2 separate regions of the Triticum aestivum genome follow, and region 1 is linked to region 2. Evidence: chromatin contacts called from public HiCAR-type data. All regions are on one chromosome and are shown on one strand. Each heading gives the region's core, a stretch centred on a gene start, on an enhancer-like site or on the middle of the called end of the contact. The rest is flanking DNA. Distances are from core to core; before and after follow the strand shown. Region 1 holds the start of LOC123061695 (type IV inositol polyphosphate 5-phosphatase 3). Region 2 holds the start of LOC123061694.

Evidence for each region. HiCAR-type assays count read pairs that join an accessible place to other places.
Region 1: a HiCAR-type map of leaf shows a contact between it and region 2, with 5 times the contacts expected there. The contact joins the promoter of LOC123061695 here to the promoter of LOC123061694 in region 2. A contact is called at or near these places in 4 of 5 Hi-C or Micro-C datasets (leaf and an unstated tissue) and 1 of 1 datasets of contacts at active chromatin or transcription factors (leaf).

What each region holds. Positions count from the first base shown.
Region 1 is chr3A:469,104,569-469,111,440 of IWGSC CS RefSeq v2.1, forward strand. LOC123061695 (type IV inositol polyphosphate 5-phosphatase 3) reads left to right here and starts at 1,967. Exons shown (of 11, transcript XM_044484902.1): 1 at 1,967-2,285; 2 at 2,419-2,533; 3 at 3,496-3,567; 4 at 4,051-4,141; 5 at 4,426-4,530; 6 at 4,736-5,555; 7 at 5,932-6,110. The coding sequence starts at 2,133.
Region 2 is chr3A:468,964,515-468,971,852 of IWGSC CS RefSeq v2.1, forward strand. LOC123061694 reads left to right here and starts at 3,681. Exons shown (of 3, transcript XM_044484900.1): 1 at 3,681-4,102; 2 at 4,203-6,063; 3 at 6,612-6,912. The coding sequence starts at 3,953. The coding sequence ends at 4,838. LOC123061692 (violaxanthin de-epoxidase, chloroplastic) reads left to right here and starts at 786. Exons shown (of 3, transcript XM_044484894.1): 1 at 786-1,145; 2 at 1,591-3,010; 3 at 3,174-3,457. The coding sequence starts at 864. The coding sequence ends at 2,889. It overlaps LOC123061693 (MRN complex-interacting protein), which reads right to left and starts at 700. Exons shown (of 5, transcript XM_044484896.1): 1 at 514-700; 2 at 116-419. The coding sequence starts at 564.

The sequences.
Region 1 (6,872 bases), core at 717-3,216, 140 kb after region 2:
CTTGCTAATGACATGCTGAACTATAACTGAAGAAGGATGACCCAAGCGTCGATGCCACTTTTCTGAAGATGGTTTGGTGACACTCCAAGCTTGTTTATTTGACTCTGACGAAGAAGAAGATGATGTGATTGGATAGAGACCTCCCTCGCATCTTCCTCTAAGGATGACTCTCCTCGTTGCCAAGTCCTTAATCACAAAAAGAGTAAGGGTAGAATATGATGAGAACATTATTGTCACGTGTAAAACGATGAACGGAGACAAGATTCTTTGATGCATGAGGGATATGTAAGACATTGTTGAGGTGAAAATTTTTCTGAGGGGTTTTAACAATCGAGTTACCAATGTGAGTAATATCCATACCAGCTCCGCTTGCCGTGTGAACTTGGTCACCTCCGTGGTATTTCTCCCGCATTGTTAACTTATCAAGCTCTCTTGTGATATGTTCGGTGGCACCCGAATCTGCATACCAATTAGTGTCGATGCCATACGAGTTGGTGACGAGGTTAACCTTCTTCCTTTCCTGACGATCTTCCTTGTACCGATCCCAGCAGTCCCTAGCGCCACCAGCATGGAATTTGTAACATATCTGGCACTCGGGGTAATCCTCCTCATGCTGCTGCTGATACTGCTGCTGCGATGGCTGGCGTTGACGCTGCTGGTAGCCGTTGTTCCCACCGGTGCGAACAGGAGAAGATGGAGCACGATCAGAGCGACCACGCCCTCTACGTCCGCGGCCTCCTCTGCCCTGAGACTGGCCGCGGCCCCTGTACATGGCATTGGCTGACGAACGAAAGCCTGGTCCGTCGCCAAGCATCTCCATCCTCTGATCGAAAGCAGAAATCTGCGAGAAAAGATCATCAATAGAGATTGAATTCTTGATGGCGCCAACTGCTGCAACGACGGGGATCGTAATTCCGATCGAGTCCGGCGAGGATGTAGTCCACCATCTCTCCGTCTGTCACCGGACGACCTGCTGCTGCAAGCTCGTCTCCGAGGCTCTTCATCTTGGTGATGAAAGTGTTGCTGGACATGTTGCCCTTCTTGGTGTTGGAGATGGCGATCCTCAGGTTTGTTATTCGCGATTGCGACTGCGCAGCAAAGATCGTGGTAAGGGCAGTCCATAGATCAAGGGTACTTTCCTTACCAATAACTTGCGCGGGGATTTCTGGAGTGAGCGAATTTAGCAGATAACTTAGGACCTGCTGATCCTTGGCAATCCATGGGCCATACAGCGGATTCGGCTCGATGGCCGTGGTCTTGTCCGCCTTAGCGACCTCCACTGTTTTCGGCGGCGCTGCATCGCTGCCGTCGAGAAGACCGGTCACCTGCGCACCTCGCAGGGCCGGCAGAACTTGCGCCTTCCATAAGAGGTAGTTCCCCCTCGCGAGCTTCTCTGTTGGTGGGGCGCCGAGGTTGAGGCCGACGGCGTTGGAGCCCATGACGATGACGATGGAAGGGTGCTAGGGTTCTGAATTTTTTTGTGTTGCTAGATGATAGGGAAGAGGCTAGCTCTGTATACCATGTAAGATTTGGTATAAGCGTTCCTACTCCTCGAGGGAGCCGCGTCATGTATATTTATATGGGGCAACAATGCCTTGCCTTGGCGTACAAGAGAAACCAGAAAGAAATCCAATCTGGTTCGGTATAGGAGATAGATAGGGATACGAGAGAGAAAGAGATAGAGATAGGTTTAAGATTACATGGAGTAAACTGCTCAAACTCTAACACGGACGTCGCCGCGCGTGCGACCTCTCTGACTCTGACCGAGGGCGAGTGCGAGTGCGAGTCCAACCCCGACCCACCGGGCTGGCTGGCTAGATCTACTCTACCACTCCTACTAGAGAGACTGACAGACTAATAACTGACGAAGTGGTTCGGTTCCGGTCCGGTCCACCGCCAGCCAGCTCGAGCCAAGCCAAAGCCAAAGCCGAAGCCAGGCGCATAAATCCGACCCGCCATTCGCTCGCTAGCATGTCTGTCCCCTGTTACTCAAGAGGAAAGGAGAGGGAACGCGCAGCGCAGCACAAGAGGTTTCCACTGACTAGTACGGCCGCGGTTCTAACTAGCTGTTGCGTGGCGTCGCCTTCTTAAGCCAAGGCCAAGCAAGGGACCGCCGGGGCGCGAGCGCGCGGATGGCGGCCAGGCACTCGTACCCGCCCACGCGGGCCACGCGGAGCGCGCCGGCGCCTCGGCCGCCATTGTCCCGCCTCGGGGAGTCGGAGACGGCGGCGGCCCACCCCGGCGCCGACCCGGAGGCGCGCCGCAAGGCCAAGAAGCAGAACCAGGTGCTCCCTCGTTCGTTCCTTATATTTGTTGGACTGTGGATCATCGGTCGGGCGGTTTGAGGCTATTATTCAATTCGTTTTCTCTGACTGACTGTAACGTACTATTTGATCCGCTTCGGCTTGGATTCCGCAGCTGTGGCCCAAGACGGTGCTGCGCAAGTGGCTCAACATCCGGTCGCCGGACTCCGACTTCAGCGCCGACGAGGGCGACACCGCCGACGAGGCCGCCAGCGACTCCGAGTACGAAGGTGCACGATCCCCTCCGCTCCCTTCCGCCCCCTCCGCCATGAACTGCCTACCTGCCCCCCGCCATCAAGCTATCATTCATTTGGCTTGGCCCCATCCCCAAATTAATAAATCCAAATTCGACGTCAAATTCAGTGAATGGGCCAATGCATCCGGGTCGGATTCATCCCAGTCCAGACTCCACACTGTTCGTCGCTGCTTCTGCTCTTCATCGTTAATTTTCCTCCCCGGCCCATTTCTTTCTGCCAGAAAGGAGTTGTTTGTGGCTGTGGGGGCGGGTTCATTCTTTTCAACCACCACCTGATCCATTTAGTTCGGCGGTACGTCCCTTGTCTTCCAGGCCAGAAAACAAATACTAGTGGGAGGGCGGTGGATTTCGAGGAATTTCCAAATGTCCCTTCCTTCTGTTTTGTCCATTCTGGTGTTGGCTTCGTAACTCCTAAGCCAATTCCCGTTCTCGGTATATTCCTTCGCTTTCTTGGAATACACTAAAATAAACGGACCCTCCGTTATCTAAGAGTAAAAAGCTACTCTAAAAATGAAGTTTGAGCAGATTCAATAGTTTTCCTAGTCAAGTTCGAATGACAAAAAAAAAGGAACAAGTAAGGAAATCAAGCTCTAATTGTATTGCAAGAACATAGTTGCAACGTGAGGCAGGTTGCAGAAAGCAAAATACTACTTTTAAAAGAGGATGCATGCAAATTCTGTTGTCCATGCCTCTTTGGTCGCTTTCTTTTCTCGACTTCAGGTTTGCATGTTGATATGGTCAACCAAAGTCTACAACAACAACAACAACAAAGCCTTTAGTCCCAAACAAGTTGGGGTAGGCTAGAGGTGAAACCCATAAGATCTCGCAACCAACTCATGGCTCTGGCACATGGATAGCAAGCTTCCACGCACCCCTGTCCATAGCTAGCTTCAACCAAAGTCTAATATTTTTTTATATATAATTATATTGGCGCAGAGATGTGCGGATGGGAACGCCAGCGATATGATCAGGACCGGAGAATGCGTGGATTGGGTGCCCAGACTACTGGTAATCCAATGCTTTTTGTAAATTATTATCATGTTGTCTGCTAGCATATGTCTTAGTTTTCAAATGAACTATTTGAACTACAGAAGATGATTGTTGCACTGTTGGTTGTACCAAAGAAATATGCACATGAAAATTAGGCTTGGAATTAAATAGGCCACCTTAGTGACTAATAGCTGCATGCAAACTTAATTGATGTTGAATCTTCTTCCGCTTGTGACTGTTTTCCCCTTGAATCATCGCCTTAGTATTTCCATAGTGTACATTTTGAATCTGCCTGTGAATATTTGCTTTGTTATTATGGACTCGGTGTGAATTAAAGTACTACTGCTGGCAAACAATACTGCAAATATATACTTGTACACCCTTTCACCAATTTTTTACAAGACCTATCTCTGGACCTCCGTTGGCACAACGCAGAGTCTTGTTCTCGAAAAGGCGCACATAGCTTTTCTTATGTGGTGACACAACTTATCAATACTGCAGATAGCCAAATGGAGGGTGTTCCATACGGTCTTAATAGAAGGCGCAAGTCAGAGACTCTTCGTGCTCAGTATATCGATGTCAAGGAACTGAGGTATGGATCTATGCTCCTTAAATTTCGCATTTTCTAGACCTCAAATTTTTAACTGTTTGTTTTTCTTATGTTATAGTATAAGTTAAGTTAAATAACTGCTCACTTTTCGTTCAGATATCTGTCTTGCCTTGTAGCAGGACTTCAAAGCAGTACCATCTACTCCCTCCGATCCAAATAAAGTGTCATGGCTTTACTTCAGCCACGACACTTTTTTTGGATCGGAGAGAGTACTATGTTTTTTCTGTTACTGTCTTTTCTTATAGTCTGTTGGGTTTAATATTCAGGGTCTGCATAGGAACTTGGAATGTTGCAGGCAAACTTCCACCTCAAGATTTGGATATTCAAGAATGGTTGGATATGAAGGAGCCGGCTGACATATATGTTCTTGGGTAACTTGTTGAACCTCCCGTTATATTTCTGAGAACTGAACCTCCCATGTTACTGAATACAAAGAATATCAAGCCATGAGCTATCACTTTAACTCCAAATGATATGTGCTCCTATGAGTTTGATCACCTGGTCTTAATTTTATTTTGAATGTACTAAGATTAGCACTACCTTGTTTCATATTATGAGATTCTTTTTACATTTCAGATTTCAAGAAGTTGTTCCATTAAATGCTGGGAATATATTTGGTGCGGAAGACAACCGTCCTGCTTCCATGTGGGAGCATATCATTCGTGAAACACTGAATAAGATTAGTCCAGATAAACCAAAATATAAAAGTCACAGTGATCCTCCATCTCCATCAAGGTTCAAGCCATCTGATGACGCTCTTGCAATGGAAGATGAACTTAATAGCGAGTCTGACAGCGAAAGTGGTGGGGAAGTGCACCCATGGAACGAACAAGATTTAGTTGTTGTTGATGATGATGATAGTCATAGCAACAGACTTGAACACTCCACTTCTGCTCCTGACGAATCTATTCTACAGGCTGATAACTTCAGCAAGTTGCCTTCAATGAAGACTTTCAATAGATCCCATAACATAGTAAGTTTTAAAGATTACACCTCTCTTTTGGAAGAGCCGATCAACCAAAAGATGTTAACCAAGACACTCAGTCACTCGGAGAGGCTTGGAATGATTTGGCCAGAACAACCATTGGATATGTTGGCTCAATGTCTTCCAGACAGCACACAACCGTTTGCTTCCGGGAAGGCACTAAAAACATATTTGTCTTTCAAATCAGTTAATGAAGATTCCTGTGCTTTTCCCGAGGATAGTGCACTTCATGGTTTAAACATTGAAAGTGTGGTAGCTAAAGGAAAAAGACCATACTTTGTTAGGATAATAAGCAAGCAGATGGTCGGAGTATTTCTCACAATATGGGTACGAAGGAGCCTGCGAAAGCGCATTCAGAATGTGAAAGTATCAACTGTAGGTGTAGGTGCTATGGGGTACATTGGTAACAAGGTAAGTTTCTATGGATGACATCACTCTCACTTACATTGTTGCATAAACTGAGTTCCAAAATGCATGTACTTATGGCATGCATTTTGAATTTATTAGACATTAGGACAATTTTATTCCTTCACTGATTCATATGTTTTTACCACCTACCCAAATACTGCAAGGAAAGGAGTGCATTCTTGTTTACACCGAATGCATTTTATCTTGACCAGTATCATATCATTTGTATTTACCTTACATCAGTATGTCTTGGTAAAGGCCGGGGGAGATCCTCCTTTTCTAAAAAAAAGTATGTTTTAGTATTGATTATGAAGTGTTCCCTGTAAAAAAAAGGATTATGAACTGCTGTCCTAATTTTTCTTACTTCAACATGCTCCAGGGATCAATAGCAGTAAGTATGTCGATATATCAAACACACTTCTGCTTTCTTTGTTGTCACCTGACCTCTGGAGAAAAGGAAGGAGATGAACAAAAAAGGAATGCGGATGTGCAAGAGATCCATCGAAGGACAGTATTTAATTCCAGAGTGAGCACGCCTAAGACAATATATGACCACGAGTAAGTAAAAAATATTTTTTTTTTCTTTCAAGAATTATATGCTACCCTCCAACTTCCTGAAGTTCCCATGTGACCTAAACTGGTTGTCATCATGGTGAGCTCTTGGATAATTTATTACATTCAGATCAAGATGTTCTTTTAGATATACTAGATGTACACCATGTGGATGGTTTGGCTAAAAAACTAAATATAGACTCCGGTGTAGACAAGGGATTGGTAATTTGATTGCTGAAGCATGCACACACTTAATTTGGATGCACCAAATTAGTTGGTTGGTCGAGTGAATGTACATTCCCACCACATTGGTTCAAGTCCTCACAAACGCGAATTTGGATTCCTATTTATGCTGTAGGGGTCTCCCTTACAGTTTTCCTTCAAATAAAATTTGGGCGTGCCAAGCTTTCATGGCCTCTTACCTGGATCATGCGGCGTTAAACACTAGTATAACGGAGGTTGTCAGAATCACTATTTTAAATCGGGCCGAAACCCCTATGGTATGATGGCAAATCATAGGAAAATAACCAATAGAATCTTAAAATCATAGATTCTGCTAACCAGGATCGTAGAATCGGTCCAATCAATATGGATAGTAAAGTCATAGAATCGCTTGATAGAATGGTGAATCTGAAAACCTTGACTATGACAGTCAAATAAATTAATTATAATCATAAAATTCGCAGAACACATAATACATAGTCGGAAGTAATTCAAGAAAACCATCGAAGTCCTTATATCCTTGGTGTTTACCATGGAGCAATCTAG
Region 2 (7,338 bases), core at 2,431-4,930:
TACATGATTCCAGTCCAGGAAGTCCTCTGTAAATTAAACCTTGAATGATAAAGTGTAAGTTAGCAGATTCGAAGCATCCAAGCTTGAGAAGGATTAGTACGATTCCGGTGCATACCATCATCACGGGAATCAGCAGAGCCGCGGCCGCCATGACGCTCCCCGGTGGTGTCGTCCAGGTACTCGGACCAATCCATCCGCTTCCTCTCCCTCGGGGTCTCGTCTTGCTGATCCCCGGCCGCCGGCGGGTCCCAGTCCGCCTCGCGCACCGGCGCGCCGCGGCCGCGCGCGAGGTTGGCGTCCTGGACGAAGCGGCGCAGGTCGGCGGCGCGGTAGCCGCGGGCGTGCACGCGGATCACGGACTGGCGCCGGTTGCACACCGCGCACGCCCACTTGTTGCTGCTCTTCTTCTGCTGCTTCACCTGGGTCGTCGAAGGGCAACACAGAAACGAGATCGGATCAATGGTGGAACAAACAGAAGCGGAAATCGGTGGACTGCTTGGTCGAGGCGCCCACCTGCATGGTGGAGCATTCCACGCACTGTAGGGCGAGGAAGAGAGTCGCCATGGCGGACCCAGGTTCTCTTCTCGAGCGGGCCGGAGAACGAATCGAAGAAGGCGGAGGAGGATTGGGGGGAAATTTTGCGTTTCTCCCGCTCTAATGGAGGTTCTGGCGCGGCAGCTGATGTTTCGTTCTATTTCATTTCATTCGGTATAAAATTTTGCGTCATCCCCTCTGTTTTATTATTAATACTGACTGTTGATTTTGGATCGGACGGCTGAGAAAGGGCTCTGGGCTTCGCGAGGAAAAGGTCCTCGAAGGCTCTACCGCGACGTGCAGCCGCTTCCTCCACTCGGTCCCCTCCCATGGCGACCGCTCTCCCAACCTCCGCTGCCGCCGCCACCGCCACCGCCGCCGTTCGGATCTTCCAACCGACCCGGTTCCGCCTCCCTAGAACCTCTTCCGTGCTTGCCCGCAAGCGTTCCGCTAGTCGCCGCCTCTCCGGCATCACCTGCTCTCCCGGGATTGCCAGCGTCGCCGGCCAAGCCACGTCCCCGGAGGACGCCGTCCGCATCGTGGTCGTCGTCGGCGACGGAAGCATCAGCCCGCTCAAGGATACGCCATGGGACGAGGTTATGCGCCATACGGTAGGGCCTCGCTCTTAACCCATAACTTCGTGGCCTTGTGAGTGTTACTTCAGAATGTGAAGTGATTCTACTGATTTCCTACTGCGCATACTTCACGATTTTGCATACAGTAAACAATCAGTACCATCTGTATGACCGCAACTGTCTGAACAGGAACCCCAGCTTCATTTTGGACACCTGCTAATGTTTGAACTAGTTGTTTTAGCCTCAATTGCTAATCTTGAATTCTTAAGCGTATGAGTAGTATCATTATCTCGGTTCAAAATGCTTCAACTGTTTATTATTGAATAATATGGAGTGCCAGGGGTCAGATACATTTCTGTAGGTGAGCATGAAATGTGCAATTTTTGCTTGCTGGCTTTGCTAAAACCTGCATGTTAATTTATATAATGAATCTCATAATATCAGTTTACTGCCTATAATCTTGTATCTTGTTTTTTACTAGGCTGATAGGTTGAAGTGGGTTGATGAAGGATTTGAAATGCTTGTATTCACTGACAAGTGGATTGACCATGATGATCTTAAGAAAGAGTTGTCTCGCTGTGATATGCTAGTCAATGTTGCAATAACAGGCCAGGAGTCTGTTCAGTGGCTTATGGATAACAGCAAGAACATACCGAATGTACTTTGCTTTCAGTCATCTCCGTCCTTAGTAAACAAGCTAGGTGGCACGTATGTTCAATACACGGGAGAACAGGACTTCTTTGGCAAGCTAATCAATGTTGGAAAACCAAGTGGAACAGAGGAATCAACTGAAGTCCTCAAGACGATATCCAATGCCTGGGAAAGGCACAACTCAGATGACATTAGGTTTTGCTTACTTGTTGTGGTTAATGCATACATAAGACCGGTGGCTATGCTGAAAAACCTTAGGGCAAAAGGTCTGTCTACCCTAGGTTGTATGATAACAAACTGCGGTCCTCAAATACTGAATTGTTTGTTTGATCCCGACTGTAGGAAAGCCATTCAATGTCTGAATTCTTGCTCTCCAACCGACCAGGTCTGTAACTATCGCTGCATTGCATCGTACGAGAGTCCACATCTAGAGGCTTTTTCCCTCTGTGTTTTGCAAAAGCACAACTGCCTTGAGCTCAATGCTGAGATCCCTAGTAAGCCCTCTGTGACCCCACTATCAATGTTCAGAGAACTAAAGCTTAGCCATGAAGTTGCAGAAGACCTGTTTGTCGGTTGGCTGGACGGCTTGGAGTGGAGCTGGAGAGTTGTAGCTGGACAAAATCCAGCATATGACCAATTCCCATGCCAGTACCAATTATTCTACAGAGGGAAAGCTAAAGGTTCATTTTGGTACGAGCCAATTTTTCAAGTCAGAACCCTGGAAGGAAAGCTGGTTTGGAGGCGTAGAAAGTACAGAGTGAGAAGAGCTAGCACCCCTGGTACATTTTATTTCAGTGTGCTGGATAATGGTGTGGTTTCGAAAGAGTTTTGGACAGTTGTTGATGTTTCGGATGATTTCGGCTGGGGTCTGTTCCATTACCATGGAGCTGCTCAGGCTGCTGGACAATCATACACTGGAGCAGTGCTTGTTACCCCTGATGGGTCTTATCCTGACGGGGACAACCCAAGATTGGACTCTGCTTTGGAGAAATGTGGTATCAAGAAATGGGAGCTTTATATGGTTGACAACTGCTCCTGCACGGGCGCGCCTTTGGGAACCCCCGAAGGTTCACGGCTGCATTACCAGATCGCTCCAGGAAAAGAAGCTGGCATTATGCAGAGAATATGATGTTCACACAGCATGAAAGGGGCAATTCCTTCCCCAACTGATGTACATGTGCACCTCTACTTACAAAGATGTAAAGAATGACCGCCGGTATTACCAAATGGATCTTATTTGTAATTGGGAGGTATATTTTCTTGTTCTTGTATGTACTTGTTGTCATATAATACCTCACCTTTTCTGCTGCCATCATCATGCCCAATGCTTAACAACTACAGATACAGAACTAGTAGTTCAATACAAAGATTGTTCAGTAATAATACTCTTGTGTGTCTAATTTGAATTTCCAGCTTTTCTCATCATGACAGGTCGACGTTGGATGCAATGTTCAAGGGGCGTCTTCATCACTTGTATAAATCCTGGATCCTCACACATAGCAGGAGTGCAGGACAGAAGGGTTCATCCTGTGTCTGCTATGCCAGTCCCACTGTCCCCAGTTCTCTGCTGGTGTTCCGTTCTGGTTGCTGTACAGTTATCTTTTGCCGCTTACTGTAAACTTGTAGTGAACATAAACGAGCCATTATCGTGTAGACAACTAAGTCGTTAATACATGTGTTGTTGCGATATTTAAGCATCTTGAAGTGTTCCCACTTATGGCTGCTGGAGCATCTTATGGATGTTCAGATAGTTCAGTTCGGTGTATACTTTTATGTTGGCGAAGCAAAAATGGTGTTCTTCACACAAGCTAGAGTAAGCAAAGTCTCCTACGTCTGGTTGACCTGCTTTATACCCCCAATCCACAGGTTTCATTCAGATCTGATGCACTCCCTGTATTTACCCCTGTGGCTTTCCTTGGATGCCTACTGATTCCATGTTGAAAACCATCTCACTGCTGCGTTAACTTCTGGTGTCTGCTGCATTATTTTTCAGCACGTGGTAGTGTAAAGTCTGAGAGAGAAATTGCTGCAGTTTAAGATTCTGAATCCTAGTGGATAATTCATGGCTACCTTTTTATATGGATCATATGACCACATTGACTTTGACTTTGACTTTGACTCCAAGGTGATAGTAGTCTATAAATTCCAGGCATTTGACAGACGGCAGTTGATAACAGCGGCAGCGCACAAGAATGGCGGGGCTGTATGAGAAACCGTCGGAGACGTACGCCAAGAAGCGGCCGCGGTACCCCAAGGAGTGGTTCTCCATGCTCGCCTCCCTCACCGCCGGCCACCACCGCGCCTGGGACGCCGGCTGCGGCACCGGCCAGGCCTCCGTCAGCGTAAGCCTCCAACCCTTTAAGCCACGTCGTCTGTTTGTTTGATCTGCACTCTCTGAGTCGAGCGAGCACCTGAACTGAAAAGCGAAAATCCTCTGCTCAGATCGCGGAGCACTACGACGGCGTGGTCGCGACGGACGTGAGCGAGGGCCAGCTCCGCCACGCCATCGCGCACCCCAAGGTGCGGTACCTGCACACGCCGGAGGACCTCCCGGAGGACGACCTCGTCGCCCTGGTCGGCGGCGAGGGCTCCGTGGACCTGGTCATCGTGGCGACCGCGATCCACTGGTTCGACGTCCCGCTCTTCTACGCCGTGGTGAACCGCGTCCTCAGGAGGCCAGGCGGCGTCCTCGCCGTGTGGGGGTACAACTACGACATCCACCCGTTCGGGGACAAGCTGCAGGGGACGCTGTACCCGGCCATGCGGCCGTACATGGACCCGAGGACGAGGCTGGCCATGGAGCGGTACCGCCAGCTGCCGTTCCCGTTCGAGCCCGTCGGGGTGGGCCGCGAGGGCGAGCCGGCCGACGTCGACATGGAGGCGGAGATGACGCTGGAGGACCTGGCCGGGTTCGTGATGACCGGCTCCGTCGCGACCACGGCTAGGGAGAAAGGGGTGGACCTGGAGGCGCTGGTGAAGGGTGTGATGAAGGAGGTGGAAGAGGGGTGGGGGGATCGGCCGACGGTGCCCAGGAAGCTTGTGTTCAAGGCCTTCATGCTGGCTGGGAGGCCCAGGTGATAGATGAACTGCTGGCTGGTGAATTGGGATCAGTACCGTAGAGTAAAATACTAAAATGTGAAGTTTGCGACTTATTACTGCCTTCTTTTCAAAATACTTTAAAGTTCTAGATTTATACTAAGTCAAATATCTTCAAGTTTCACCAAGTTGTCATTCGTAGTCTAAAAATCTTGATGCAATCTCTACTATCTAAAAGAAACGGAGCGTTTCGTTTCCCCTCTTAGGTTCGTCCAACCTGCGTTTCGCTCGTCGCTCCTCTAATCGCTCGCACATGGGCCAAAGGCCAAAGCCCAGCCCCGGCGAGCCATTCCTTCCTCCTGATCTAAAAAAAGGCACTCCTTCCTCCTCACGCCCTCGAACTGGCGGCGCTAGGGTTTTAGCGTTGTCACCCATCCCCAACCCGTCCTTGGCTCCTGGGCTGCCGCTCGACCTCCACGGTCGCTCCTCGCCAACGCTTGCTTCCCCGTATCTCGCCTTTCGTCGATATGGACTTGTGCTCCCCGCCCCCATGGTGATGTGCTGGAAGCGTGCTCCGCGGCTCCTCCCCCACGGTCTCGCACGGGAAGGGCGAGGGCGAGTCCTGGTGGCTGATGCATGTGGGTGCCAATGTGGTGCCTGTTAAGATTTCCACTGATTTCTTCTCCGTTCAAAATTGTCTAGCCAGCAACCTTTCCGCCTGGTTTCCAGTGATAGTTGACATCAGGAAGGAACTCACAAAGTTCAGTAATGCCCAGGTTAAGTATGCCCAGGTTAAGTACACCAGCAGAAACAAAAACACGCTAGCTCACCTCTGAGTCACGGAAATATGCAAATGATTGCTGGGCGTACTAGATGACCTGGCTGCAGGTTTAGCTGCCGACGCTATGTTGGCTGAAGAGTAGTTTTTTGTACTCTGTTTTCACGTTTCATGTTTTCTTCTTATTGTTTTCTCTGAATTTTTTCCAACCAGGCTGACAACCCCTTTCCATTGAATAACAAAATATTCAGTTCAGTACAAGGATCGACCAACTCTACAGTACATCATGACAACCAAAAAAATAATTAGTTAGATGCAGATGTGTGAATGATGAATGGGTGCCGCCTTAAATCATCAGCACATGAGTGGTTGCCTGATCAAATGCTCACCCTGGACGGCCTGCTCGCCAAAGTGGTTACGCCGAGTTATAGCTACTGGGCCACCGTCTCGCCGCTCTGGGTGTGGTGTCACTCCTGTTCCCGACATCAGGTACTTCTCCACCAGAGAAATTAACTTAGATTGGGCTGGTGCAACAGTTCTTATTGTTGAATTCGAATGTTCTTTTAAGGAGAAAGGTCAATAAATGATGTTGTTTTCTACTATGGAAATTCAGTCGTCGGCTTCGCTATTAAGTGCCAAGGTGATGTGCATATAAGATCTAGATTAGGAACTGCGGGGTTCAACATAAAGGGCTTCACTACAATATTTTTCCCATGCAATTGATGGATGTGAACTGTCCTGATAACAAGGCCCATGAGCGCATGCTTCGTCGAATATTTTCAATCTATGCAGCACTGGATCAATTACATATCCATCCATCCAACTTCAATTTTGATATATCTAATGCATCATGCACAATGACTCTTCATTATGTTGAAAAACTTAGATATATAAGAGTGTCTGCAAGAAAACCATTGACCACACATTTTCAAAGGTTTCTTTTTCTTCATTTATATACATTTGTACTAGCTAAGTATTTCTACATTTTTTATTTGATGCCAAATTTTAAGGAACGTCAATCTGATGTATTTTTACAGTAATCAATATGTTGACTTGGCACTTCCATTTGCGACATACCTGGTAATTGTCGAAGAGTTGGATGATTGTAAGCCGGATGTACCATTAACAACAATGGTGAGGATGGATTGGGGAGACGAAGATTACAGGAGGACAAAGAAGGAGGAGGAGGATTTCAAGGTAAAAAGATCGACAATGCTATTTGATGTGCATGAGGATCCTAAACAAAACATAATTGATGTGAAACCAATAGGATATTTATGCCCCGTTGCAACGCACGGGCAATTACCTAATTTTTATTGAAAAATGTTATTTGGCTTACGTTCCTGGAAACATTATCCCAGCAAACTACCTAGGAACTGTTGACATTTGGGGGCACGAATCTTAGCGCACATGGCCTGTCACCGGTAGTTCGCTCTTGGACGAAAACCGCATGAGGCGCGGCGTGAACGTCATGGTCTATCCTCAATTCCTCAACTACTCCGCTCACTCCTTCCCCATTCATTTTCTCATTTAGTTCACACCGAGTGAGAGCAGAGAGCGAGAGAGAGGGTTCCGGTGATGTGGTCGCTCGCCCGTCGATGACCGTGTTGGGACCACGGTCGACGACCACGTTGTCGTCACCTCTTGGTTCCCATGCCCGGCTAGGCGCGCCTCCACGCAAAATCTCGACGAGGTCAGCGAGAGGTTCATGCTCAACCTACGTGAGATCGTGGTGGCAGCCGTGGACGACAACGAGCCCCCCCC